Regions from separate parts of the Mus musculus genome. Here region 2 is linked to region 1. The links are chromatin contacts, called in public promoter capture Hi-C maps. All regions are on one chromosome and are shown on one strand. The core of a region is the stretch at or near the end of the contact, and the rest is flanking DNA. Distances in the headings are between cores, read along the strand shown.

Region 1 (5,385 bases), core at 1,378-3,877:
GGATGGAGGAAAGGAGAAGGCCCAAGAGACATTCCTGTATGTGCTTGTCTCTCCTACCACACCAATAATGTTTGATGCCCTGGATTTCATGTCAAGCAGCTTTTGATTTTATGACTCATGTCCGTGCATATTTGGAAAAGATGTTTCCAAGTTCCCCAAGATGCCATCCAGCTTGGTCCAGAGTCCAGCTTGGACCCCAGAGTGAGGGGTCCATTTTCCACATCCATGATCTCTCCAGCGTAACTTGCCTTTTCTGAGAAGATTGCCAGTAAGAAGCTAGAGAGTTGAGTATACGCCATTTGGTTATGGCATCTTGTTGATTTTTAGACAGGATATCACTATGGAGCTCTGCCTGGCCTGGAACCCACAGAAGGTCTGCTTCTGCCTCCCAGGTGCTGGCTTTATATGCACATACTACTGGTAACACCAAGCTGTTTATTTTTCTTTTTCACACAGTTTCTCATTCTGTAGTCTAAGCTGTCCTGCAACACCCTATGTATTCCAGGCTGGTCTCAAACTCAAGATTATCCTCACCTCCTAAATGCTGGGATTGCAGATATGAATCACCATGCCCAGCTGGAACTAATTTTAAAGCCTAAACAATTTAGATTGTCTATTTTTTTCCTCCCTGCCATTTTCTTGAAACAAAAACTTTAAAAAATGTATGTTTGGTGTTGGTTTTTTTCCTCCGGGGAGACTGCTTTTAGTTAGTATGCTGGGAACAACATTTTATAGCATAAGATAAAGTCTCAGAACCTAGAGGTTAGAGCCAGTGGTCCAGAAAGCTGACCTATCTAGGCTGCATCACTGTCCTCAAGAGGGCTCTTTGAGCTAGAGATACTGCAACACAGCCCAGAGTGACAAGGCCAGTTGTCATGATAGTTGCTTTTGCAGATAATTTAATGGTGTGAGAGCAATATGCAATTTGAATAATCCATATTGCTGGAGTCACAATTTCTTAGAGTATTTTGACAAGTGTATATTGTTTTATAAGGCCTAGGATTAAAGAAAACTCAAGTAATTTTCAAGTTAGAAGGAACTTCTTTGGCTCTACTGTTGCTGTTCTTTTCATGGCTTTAAATACTCATTTTTTTCATTTTTTGAGATAATATGTTTACGTTGGCCTTTTTGGTTTTTTTGTTTGTTTAATTGTTTGTTTGAGTCGTGGCCTTACTATTGACTTGAACTGGCCCTGAACTCTCAGCTTCTCAGATGTAGGGATTACAAAGTGTGAGCCATTGCCCACAGGCTTTCCTGCCGCTTTTGAAATACCTTGGCATTTCTGAGTGAATAAAAAGGTTTCATGGTTTCTCTCTGTTCCCTGCTATCTTCATTTGTTTTGTTTTATTTTGCTCATATTTATGGTGGTGGAGACTGAACCCAGAGCCCTGGGCATGCTAGGCAGGTGCTCCACTACTGAACCCCACTCAGCCTTAGCTCTCCTTTTCCTAGCAATCCTAAGTGTACCCTAGGAGTAGAGATTTGTTATATTCTGTTTAAGAATGGAGAAGTAGGGGCTGGAGAGATGGCTCGATGGTTAAGAGCACTGGTTGCCCTTCTAAAGGACTTGCGTTTGGTTATCAGCACCTACAGGGTAACTGACAACCATCTGTGACCCCAGTTCCAGGGAATCTGATACCCCTTTCTGGCCTCTCTGAGCATCAGGCAGACATGTGGTACACAGACATACATTTAGGCAAAACATCCATACATATATGGGGGGGGGCGGGGGAAGACAGTCTGGCTTCTATGTCTGTAATTCCAGAAGTTGGGAGGTACAGGCAGGAGCATCTGAAGTTCAAAGCCAGCCTCAGCTACATAACAGATGAGAGGCCAGCCTGGGTTATAATGATGCTCTGTCTCTTTATTGTTTTAATTTTAAAAACTTTATTATTAGTGTGTGTGTTCACATGTGCGCATGCGAAGGACTCGAAGGTGCATGCACATATGTGCTTGTAGGATGCATGTCTGAATATAGATTGGCATACACACGCCATAGCAAATGTGGAGGTCAACCTTTACTGTAGTTTTTAAGGATCAAATTCAGGTTGGCAGGCTTTCGAAGTCTGGGTCTTTTCCTTCTAAATCATCTCACAGGTGCATTACACAGTGTCAAAAATACAAAAGAGACAAACGACAACGGCAAGAACAGGAAAAGTAGGACTGGAGATGTGGCTCAGTGGCTAAGCACTTGCCTAGCATAGCGAGGCTCTGGGTTCTATTTCTGCTGATGCACAAAGCATCAGGGAGGGAGAGATGAGAGAAATGCAGAACATCTGATCAGCAGTGCCTTTGTGGGGGGTATAGTTTTGTAGTTTTTTTGGAACTTAGCCACATCCATCTTGTCTATAGCACCTTTCTGGCTGTAAAGGAAGAGAGGAATGGTTGTTGAGAGCATTACTGTGTAATGCACCTGTGAGATGATTTAGAAGGAAAAGACCCAAACTTCGAAAATATTTACCACTTGGCCCTCTGCAGCAAAAGTTTGTTAATTGCTGATTGCGTAATGCAAGGAAAGTTTTTTTTTTAATTGATTGAGAATTTCACATCATGTACCCCTGATCTTGTTCACCTCCCAGTCCTCCCTTCTTCTCTCCCCTCAAAAAGAAGGAAGTGAAAAATAGAAAAAAACTATTTGTTTTTATACCATACACTCACTGGACCATGGTCAAATTCCTAGTGGCCAGACCCTGCCAGGGAGGATGAATCTTTCTCCACCTGTATCCTCTCCAGAAGTCATCAATTTGAGGAGAGCTATATGGCAGCCAGAGAGGGGAGCTCTCCCACATGCCCATGAACATCAATGTAGCTTTAGGCAGCAGCCCAGGCCATGAACATCTGAATGGACTTCGGGGCTAACACAGGCTACAGATACTTACATAGACCCCTGGCCCTACGAGGAGCACTGACCCACTAATGGCCCTCAGCAGATGCACACACCACAGGGCCTCAGCATGGCCAAAGGTGGCTAGACAGGCCATCCATATCAGTATGGCCCTCTGAGGCAGCAAAGCCCAAGAACATCACCAAAACCTCAGGCAGCAGAACAGACTGCATATATTCACATGGATCTTAGGCGCTTCATCCTGGCCTGGGGTAGCATCATGAAACATGTACACCAACATGGCCTCCAGTGGCATCATGGATCATGATAGTCTTTTGATGAGGTCCAATCTGGAAAGTGAACCTTTCCTCATCTTGGGCCTCTGTCATTCCCCCGGGGGATATGACAGCTGTGCAGGATGTTCTGGGGCTGAGTCTGCACCTGCATAAGCTCCAGGCTGCTGTAAACCATCGGACCAACTCTACTGGGTAACGACAGCATGGAAACGTCAGCTCTTTCTCTCATCTGTTATCACTATCACGTCTCCAGTTATGCCTCTTTCTTTTCTTTATTGGTTATTTTATTTATTTACATTTCAAATGTTATCCCCCTTCCTGGTTTCCCCTCTGCAAACCCCCTATCTCCTCCCTCCTGCTTCTTTGAGGGTGTTCCCCTATCCACCCACTCCTGCCTCCCTGCCCTGGCATTTCCCTACACTGGGGTATCCAGCCTTCACAGGGCCAAGGGACTCCTCTTCCACTGATGCCCAACAAGTCCATCCTCTGCTACATATGAGGCTGGAGCCATGGGTCCCTCCATGTGTACTCTTTGGTTGGTGGTTCAGTCCCTGGGAGCTCTAATGGGTCTGATTAGTTGATATTGTTGTTCTTCCTATACCAGGCTCCTGTCAGCAAGCTTTTCTTGGCATACACAATAGTGTCTGTGTTTGGTGATATGGGATGGATCCCCAGGTTGGGCATTCTCTGGATGAATGGCCTTTCCTTCAGTCTCTGCTACCACTCTTTGTCCCTAAATTTCCTTTAGACAGGAACAATTCTGGGTATGTACTCACTGATCAGTGGATATTAGGAAAAAAGTATGAAATACCCACAAAACAACTCACAGATCATATGAAGCTCAAGAAGAAGGAAGAACAGAGTGTGGATGCTTCAATCCTTCTTAGAAGAGGGAACAAAATAATCACAGAGGGTAGAGGGAGGGAGGAACTTGGGAGGAAGACAGAAGGGGCAGAGGAAAAAAAGGAGGACAGGATCAGATGTGGGAGGAGACAAAGGGGTGAGAAGTATAGAGGGACAGGAATTGAATGGAGGTGTATAACAGTGGGGGAGGGGGACTGGGGGTAGCCACTAGAAAGTTCCTGATGCCAGGAAAGCAAGAGGCTCCCAGGACCCAATGGGGATGAAATACCCAACAAAAGGGAGAGAGAACCTGTAGAGACCATATCCAAAGTCCCCAGTTCAGGGATGGGGTCACCTACCCTTTTCAAAAATATTATGCCTCTTTCCACAGCACATGCACCAGTCTGTTTTTCTTTTTCCTACCTCTCCATCACATTTAAACATTATGTTTGTTAATTGTAGTGGCAATGGGTGTCGTCTTCCCAAGAAAAAAATTTTGACAAGTCTAAAATGTAATCTAAGCTTGAAAAAACTCACTTTGCATAGTGAAAATGGTTCCTTAAAAAAAACACACACACACACACACACACACACACACACACATACACACACACACACATAACAACAACAAAACCATGACATGAGATTGCAAGATTACAGAAAAATCTCAGTTTAGCCTCTGTACTCAGGAGCTAACTCTCATCCCTAGGTTTCATATTATCAGGTTGTTCTGGATTCGTCCAGAGCAATATTGTATGAAGATGATTCTTTTCTCTTTTTGGTACGTGGTTAAAGAAACATTTTTATCTTAGATAAGAGTCTATTTCTCTATTAACTAGAAAAAGGATAATAAAATAACTCTAAGGGGGAAAAATGTATGGGGGAAAGACCAATACTTAATTCAACCAATCACAGGCTTGCCTCTGAATTGATGCATCCAGAGAGATTTTAGAAGATGTGGTACAGCTAGGGAAGGTATTAATACAGTGCTTAACTGGATGCTAAGGGGTGAATAGGAGGAGAGCAGATGCATCTTCTGATTATGAGTGCTGACAACACTAGTTATTGGCTTAGCATCCCTGATTCTTCCCAAGGATGCTCCTGAGATGCAGTGGTCCCACCTCAAATAATGCTGCCCAGATTTGGATTTGAAGAATCCTGAATGTTAGCAATTCCTCTAGGCTCCACCAGTGGCTACCTAGCAACAGCTTGCAGCTCTGCCTGCCTAGTATGGGCCAGAAACAAGGCATCTAAGGACTGCTCTGTCTGCCTCTGCCTCTGCCTCTGCCTCTGCCTCTGCCTCTGCCTCTGCCTCTGCCTCTGCCTCTGCCTCTGCCTCTGCCTCTGCCTCTGCCTCTGCCTCTGCCTCTGCCTCTGCCTCTGTCCATCTTTGTGTCTCTCTCCATCTTCTTTCTCTCTTCA
Region 2 (5,202 bases), core at 630-3,129, 860 kb after region 1:
TCAGCTGCTAATTATTTTCCCATAATTCCTTCTCTACCCCCCAGCCCTCCCCACTTTCTCTCTCTCTCTTTTTGGCTAGGAACACAGAAATGAGACTGCCAATTTGCAAGTCTCCCATAATTTCCAGAGCTACTAACCAACATTAGTAACACATCCAATGAGTTTAAACTTGGGAGGTGGTGACTTAGGCACCCTGAGGACGTAGGTGTTTTGAACACAAAAAGGAAAGGCAGTGTTTAGAATTAGAAGGCCGTTTTTCATTGTGTAATATCATTGCTATCTTTGAACTGGCTAATGACATCTGTTTCTTGTGAGAAAGTACATTGGCATTTTAGAGGCATGTTTCAACAATAAACAGAGAAATTTGGGCCGGGGACCTAAAGACCTACCAAAAGCCAATTCTGCTTTCTATTGACCACTTTAATACTCCAGTATATTTCACTCACACACGTTTGTAGGAAACTTTCCAAGCAGCATAGTATTGCTGAAAAGGGGAAAGTATTCTAGTTTTATTTTTGCTAAACAAAAGCATATACAAAATGACCTCAAATTCCTAACGTATAAGATCCTATTACATTGGCACTCTAAGACATAAAAATGAACATTGATGTCTAATAAGGGGGTTCTTTACATTAAGTAAACACAGCTTCGCTAAAAGTGTAGCATCTTTTTTTTCTTACATTAGTTAATTTACAATTCCTGTTTAGTAATCTCTGCAAAGAAAGGCATGCCCAATGAATACTCTGTTCTGGCTTTTGTTGTAGGGACAGAGGTGACAGTAGTAATGAGTAGCATTTGACAGGGGAAATCCATGGCTGTCCAAGCAAGGTCACCTAATCCTGTGGATCTCCATTCCCCTTATCTATAAAAGATGAGTTGAACTCGATGATCCATCCATTCCACCATTCAAATAAAACACAGACATCCATCATACGCCCAGACTAAGTCAACATTTCAGCTTTTTAACAAGTCTATCATCATTTTATAATTTTATTAGACAACTCACATTTATCAGTAGTGTTAAAACCAGGCAGAGAACTAGGTTGTTAAACGAATAAAATCCAAGGTGCGCTAAACAGAAGCATGTGGGTAAAAGAGGAATTCGTTGTTCCGGGGCTTTAGGGTGAGGCTTTATAGATGTGACATTAGAGGAAGGACATGCCAAGGCGAGCGAGTCATCAGCCAAGGCTAAACTGGAACCCGGGATGGGGAAGGTGCGGGCGAGACCGTGAGAAGGAAGCGGGATCTAAAAGGACTAAGCGCTGTCTGGATTTTTTTTTTTTTTTTTTTTTTTTTTTTTTTTTTTTTGCAGCAGAGAGCGGACTACAACTCCTCCAGTCCGCCGCACTGCTGGGGGAAGCAAGCCCTGAAGAGAGGCTCTAGCAAAGCTTGTGGCGAGAAATGTCTAGGTTAGCTGGGGCTGGAAAGGAGGGGCCTCCCTGCAAACGCGGGCACGAGCACCGCGACAGCGCTGACTTGTTTTCCCCTGAGTTGCAGCACTCCTGTCCTTGGCTCCCACCATCATCGCCGACTGTCACACCTCCCCGCCCAACCCTCTGGAGACCCACGGAGTCACTGGCGCTCGGAATCAGCCCCTTTGCGGTGCGGACCATCCTTTAGCCTGCACCACGGGGTCAGCTAAGGGCGCCGCGGAGCCCCATCACCCTGCCACGGAAGGAGCCAGGACAGCCGCGCGCGCCGCGTCCCGGCAGCACAGCCCGAAGTACGCAAGCGCGCTGGCCACAGCCTAGGCCGCTTCCGGGTCACGTGGCCAGACTTCCGGCCCTCGCCACGCCTACCCTGCGGTTATTTGACCAATCGGCTTCTCGTTCTTGCCGGCAACAGCGCTCACTCTAGAGGCGGTTGGCGCCCCCTCGGCAGCTTGGCGCGCGGTCTCCGGTCCGCCTCTCCGCTCGCCGCAGCCCGGGCTCCTCCTCCGTCCAGCCTCCAGGGCGGGATCTGTCGGCTCGCCCTACCCTCGCAGCCTAAGCCTGCCCTCCACCAGACGGGTCCCCTCCCCGCGGCACCACGGCTTCCCTTCCACAGCACGGCGACGGGGGCTTCCCCTCAGCAGCTGCCGGCGCCTCAGTCTCCGCGGCCAGCCCAGCTCCGCCGCGTCCGCGGCCCGCCGCCGCCGTAAGTGCTGAAGGAGTCCGCTGAGCTGGCAGGGATGGAAAGAGGGAGTGATGGCTGGGACGCGCCCCCCGCCGCCCCGTGAGCGCCCCGACGACCCCACCCCGAGTCCTCCCGGGGCGCCGCGCCCCGAAACTCACTTCTGCCGGCGGTAGCGCTCCGCTCTCCACTCGGCAGCGCGCCGGTGATGCAGGGGAACCGGTCCTAGGTTCCGCGGGGACCCCGCGGCACCTGTGGTTCGCTGATCGCCTCAAGTTTGACGGGGCGTTTTGGGGAGGGGCTGGGGTGACGGCGACCGAGGACTTGGCGCCCCTGGCGGGCCAGCGGATGCCATTGTCTCTGCTCCACTCCTTGCCGGTCACCTCGCCCAGCTTTGGGTACTGATGGAGTGTAGTCCCGGGAGGAGGGGAGGCGTCCGAGACTGCGGGACCCCAGGGATGCTGGACCAGAGCCCACTCCAAGGCTGAGCTCATTGTTGGGTTTTTTGTTTTGTTTTGTTTTGTTTTTGTTTTAATACCAATCTGGAGAAATTGTTGTCCCGGGATTTGCGGCAAAAATCAAAGCGAGGGAAAAGGAATACTTGTGCCGCGGGTTTCGTCCCATGTTAGCACATCATTTGTTTTGAGGAAAATGCTTGGTTTCTTCGTCCTCCAAAGTGGTAGGGCGGATACTGGACCCCGCTACAGATAGCCTAGAGCACACCCCAGTCATTAGCAAACCATCTCTCCTGGTCAAGATTTAAGAAAACCGATCGGTCCCTTCCCCAAGTTCTGATAACGGTTTGCGTTCAATGTCCAGTTCTTTCGATGCCGTTCTTTTCGATGCCGCTGTCTTCAGGACTTACAAGGGTGGCACTTTGCTCTCAATGAATTATATAGTGTTGTGTGGGGTAATAGCCAATTTTAACTTTATTAAAGTTAAATGGCTACGCCATAAATATCCGGATGTTTTCTTGATGCCTTTTTGGGATATTGCGAGGTGGATTTCCTGTCTAGAGCCAATTTGATTTTATATTAGTTACGTAAATTCCTCCTCCGGGTGTTCAAATTTAAGGTTGTGTGGTGAATATTAAGAATCGCCCTTGGGTGGATCTTACTTGCACTGTCACTGTTAAAGGAACTTAAAAAGGTTAAAACAAAACACCTATCCAAATTTTACCTTCAAATTAGCTTTACAATACAGCTCGCTTTTACCAGTTGAATTATAAAATACATGCCTTAGAAAATATAGACTGACCAACAGACATGCAAATACTAAGTAAATCAATGCAAATTAGCTTCGGTATAAAACATACTCAAATCCAGCATAACATTCAAATGTGGTTTTTGTTTTAAAAGAAGTATTCTGTGCACTGTCCCAAAAATTTGTTGTTTTAAATTAAATATCTTGTGTCTCGATATGAGTAACTTTGAATAAAGCTTTTTAAGCGTGTATTCTCTTTTACATACATTAACTCAGTTCTTGAGTGCTTGTTTGTGTTGGATTTTATGAAATGCAAACATAAAAATCGGGCTTTTGTCTTTAAAATGTGTTGTTTGTGAGATCTTTTTGATTAATATTGTGATTTTGCTTAAAATATGCTAGCATAAATTGAAGGGAATGCTTTAAATGACAAGCAGTTTTTCTGCAAGAAATTCAGCCTGGAACTAGAATAGCCTCAGGGTGAAAAATAGTAGGTCTCCTCTTCCTAGACATGTAAATCAACATCCTAAATCAACTACCTGATGTCTGCATTTGCCTTTAATGCACATAGAGTGGTGGAGTGTGGAACAGGTAGAAAATTGTTTCTTGAAATTATCAGAGTTTTTGTTCTTCAAAATTTTCACTCCAGCTTACCACCTGTTCTGATTTCCACACACTCTTCCACACTTACCTACATATAGTAAGATCTTTCCAATAGAATTTCCTGCTATTATAACCTGCGTAGAAATGTTGATGGCTTATTGATCATGTGTCAGGGTGTTTACTGTACCCCCAAAGCAGCTCTGAAACATCATGTGATCTTGACTGTTGATCCTAGGTAATTGTATGTAATTTTGATTTTATTTATTTTAACAGATGCAGTTTATGTTGCTTTTTAGTCGCCAGGGAAAGCTTCGACTGCAGAAATGGTATGTCCCACTGTCAGACAAAGAAAAGAAGAAGATCACAAGAGAACTTGTTCAAACCGTTTTAGCACGGAAACCCAAGATGTGCAGCTTCCTTGAGTGGAGAGATCTGAAGATTGTTTATAAAAGGTATTTTTGTTTTTTTTTATCAGAAAGGTAAAATACTGTCAAATATTAGGGTTATTTCTAATGAGGAAATTGCAGACTTTTATGTCAATAAACAAAGATTAATAAATATTAAATGAAATAAATTTAAAGGAAAACTTTCCATTTAAAAATAAGTAACTGCTATTTTGATTGCTTGCCTTAGGCTGAAGCAATAGCAGCAGGGAATCATTTTTAAATTAATTATATAAAAAAGACAGACAATTATTCCTGCTTAATCACCATTTTAGAAAAATTTAGTAAATTCATTACTGGGGTAAATAGGGTATTTTAAATTTTTAAGTACTTCGCTAAATTCTTGCATGCATAGATAACAGTGTAATAATTCCTTGTTATAACAAATCTATAAAATAATTACTGATATTTGGTATTTCTTTTCTGACTTTTAGAATTAATCTTATTCATAAAGATCCTGGACACATAGACCATCTCAGTATACAGATGTTTAAATACTTTGTGTATATATAGAATGTCTTTCCTAGTAGCATTTATTAATTTAAAATAGACTTTTTGCTGTGAAGGAGTTATGTTTAGATATGATAATTTTACCAAGGATAGATTTTTTTTAAAGTGATGTTTCAAAATAACTTGTAAAAAAATAGCTTTTTTACACAGTTTTTTCTTTAATGCTACATATCTTTATTTTGTTGGTAACCAAAAGTTTTCTAAGCAGTTTAAAAGAAATATAATTTCTTCTTTTATAGGATTTTTTTGAGGGAACATTTCCTTATTTCTTCCCCATTTCTGGTCCCCTTTGAATAATTTACTGAATTCAACATAAAAGCATTTCTTCATA

Evidence for each region. Promoter capture Hi-C pulls out the DNA fragments that hold promoters and counts their contacts.
Region 2: a contact with region 1 is called in a promoter capture Hi-C map of the 3T3-L1 cell line, with 12 times the contacts expected there. The contact joins the promoter of Ap1s2 here to the enhancer-like site in region 1. A contact is called at or near these places in 3 of 39 promoter capture datasets (the 3T3-L1 cell line, cranial neural crest and embryonic stem cells), 4 of 115 datasets of contacts at active chromatin or transcription factors (VIP interneurons, embryonic limb bud, forebrain and 1 more) and 1 of 9 other capture datasets (liver).

The regions. Positions count from the first base shown.
Region 1 is chrX:163,042,399-163,047,783 of GRCm38.p6, forward strand. No RefSeq gene overlaps it. Among named protein-coding and RNA genes, the nearest start is that of S100g, 80 kb to the left of the region's middle. Within about 2 kb of position 2,628, at least 7 of the 459 cell types and tissues checked have an H3K27ac peak or open chromatin away from gene starts, as enhancers often do.
Region 2 is chrX:163,907,138-163,912,339 of GRCm38.p6, forward strand. It overlaps Ap1s2 (adaptor-related protein complex 1, sigma 2 subunit), which reads left to right and starts at 1,880. Exons shown (of 6, transcript NM_001290379.1): 1 at 1,880-2,136; 2 at 4,192-4,370. The coding sequence starts at 4,192. It overlaps Gm52456 (predicted gene, 52456), which reads right to left and starts at 2,394. Exons shown (of 2, transcript NR_165469.1): 1 at 2,274-2,394; 2 at 973-2,161.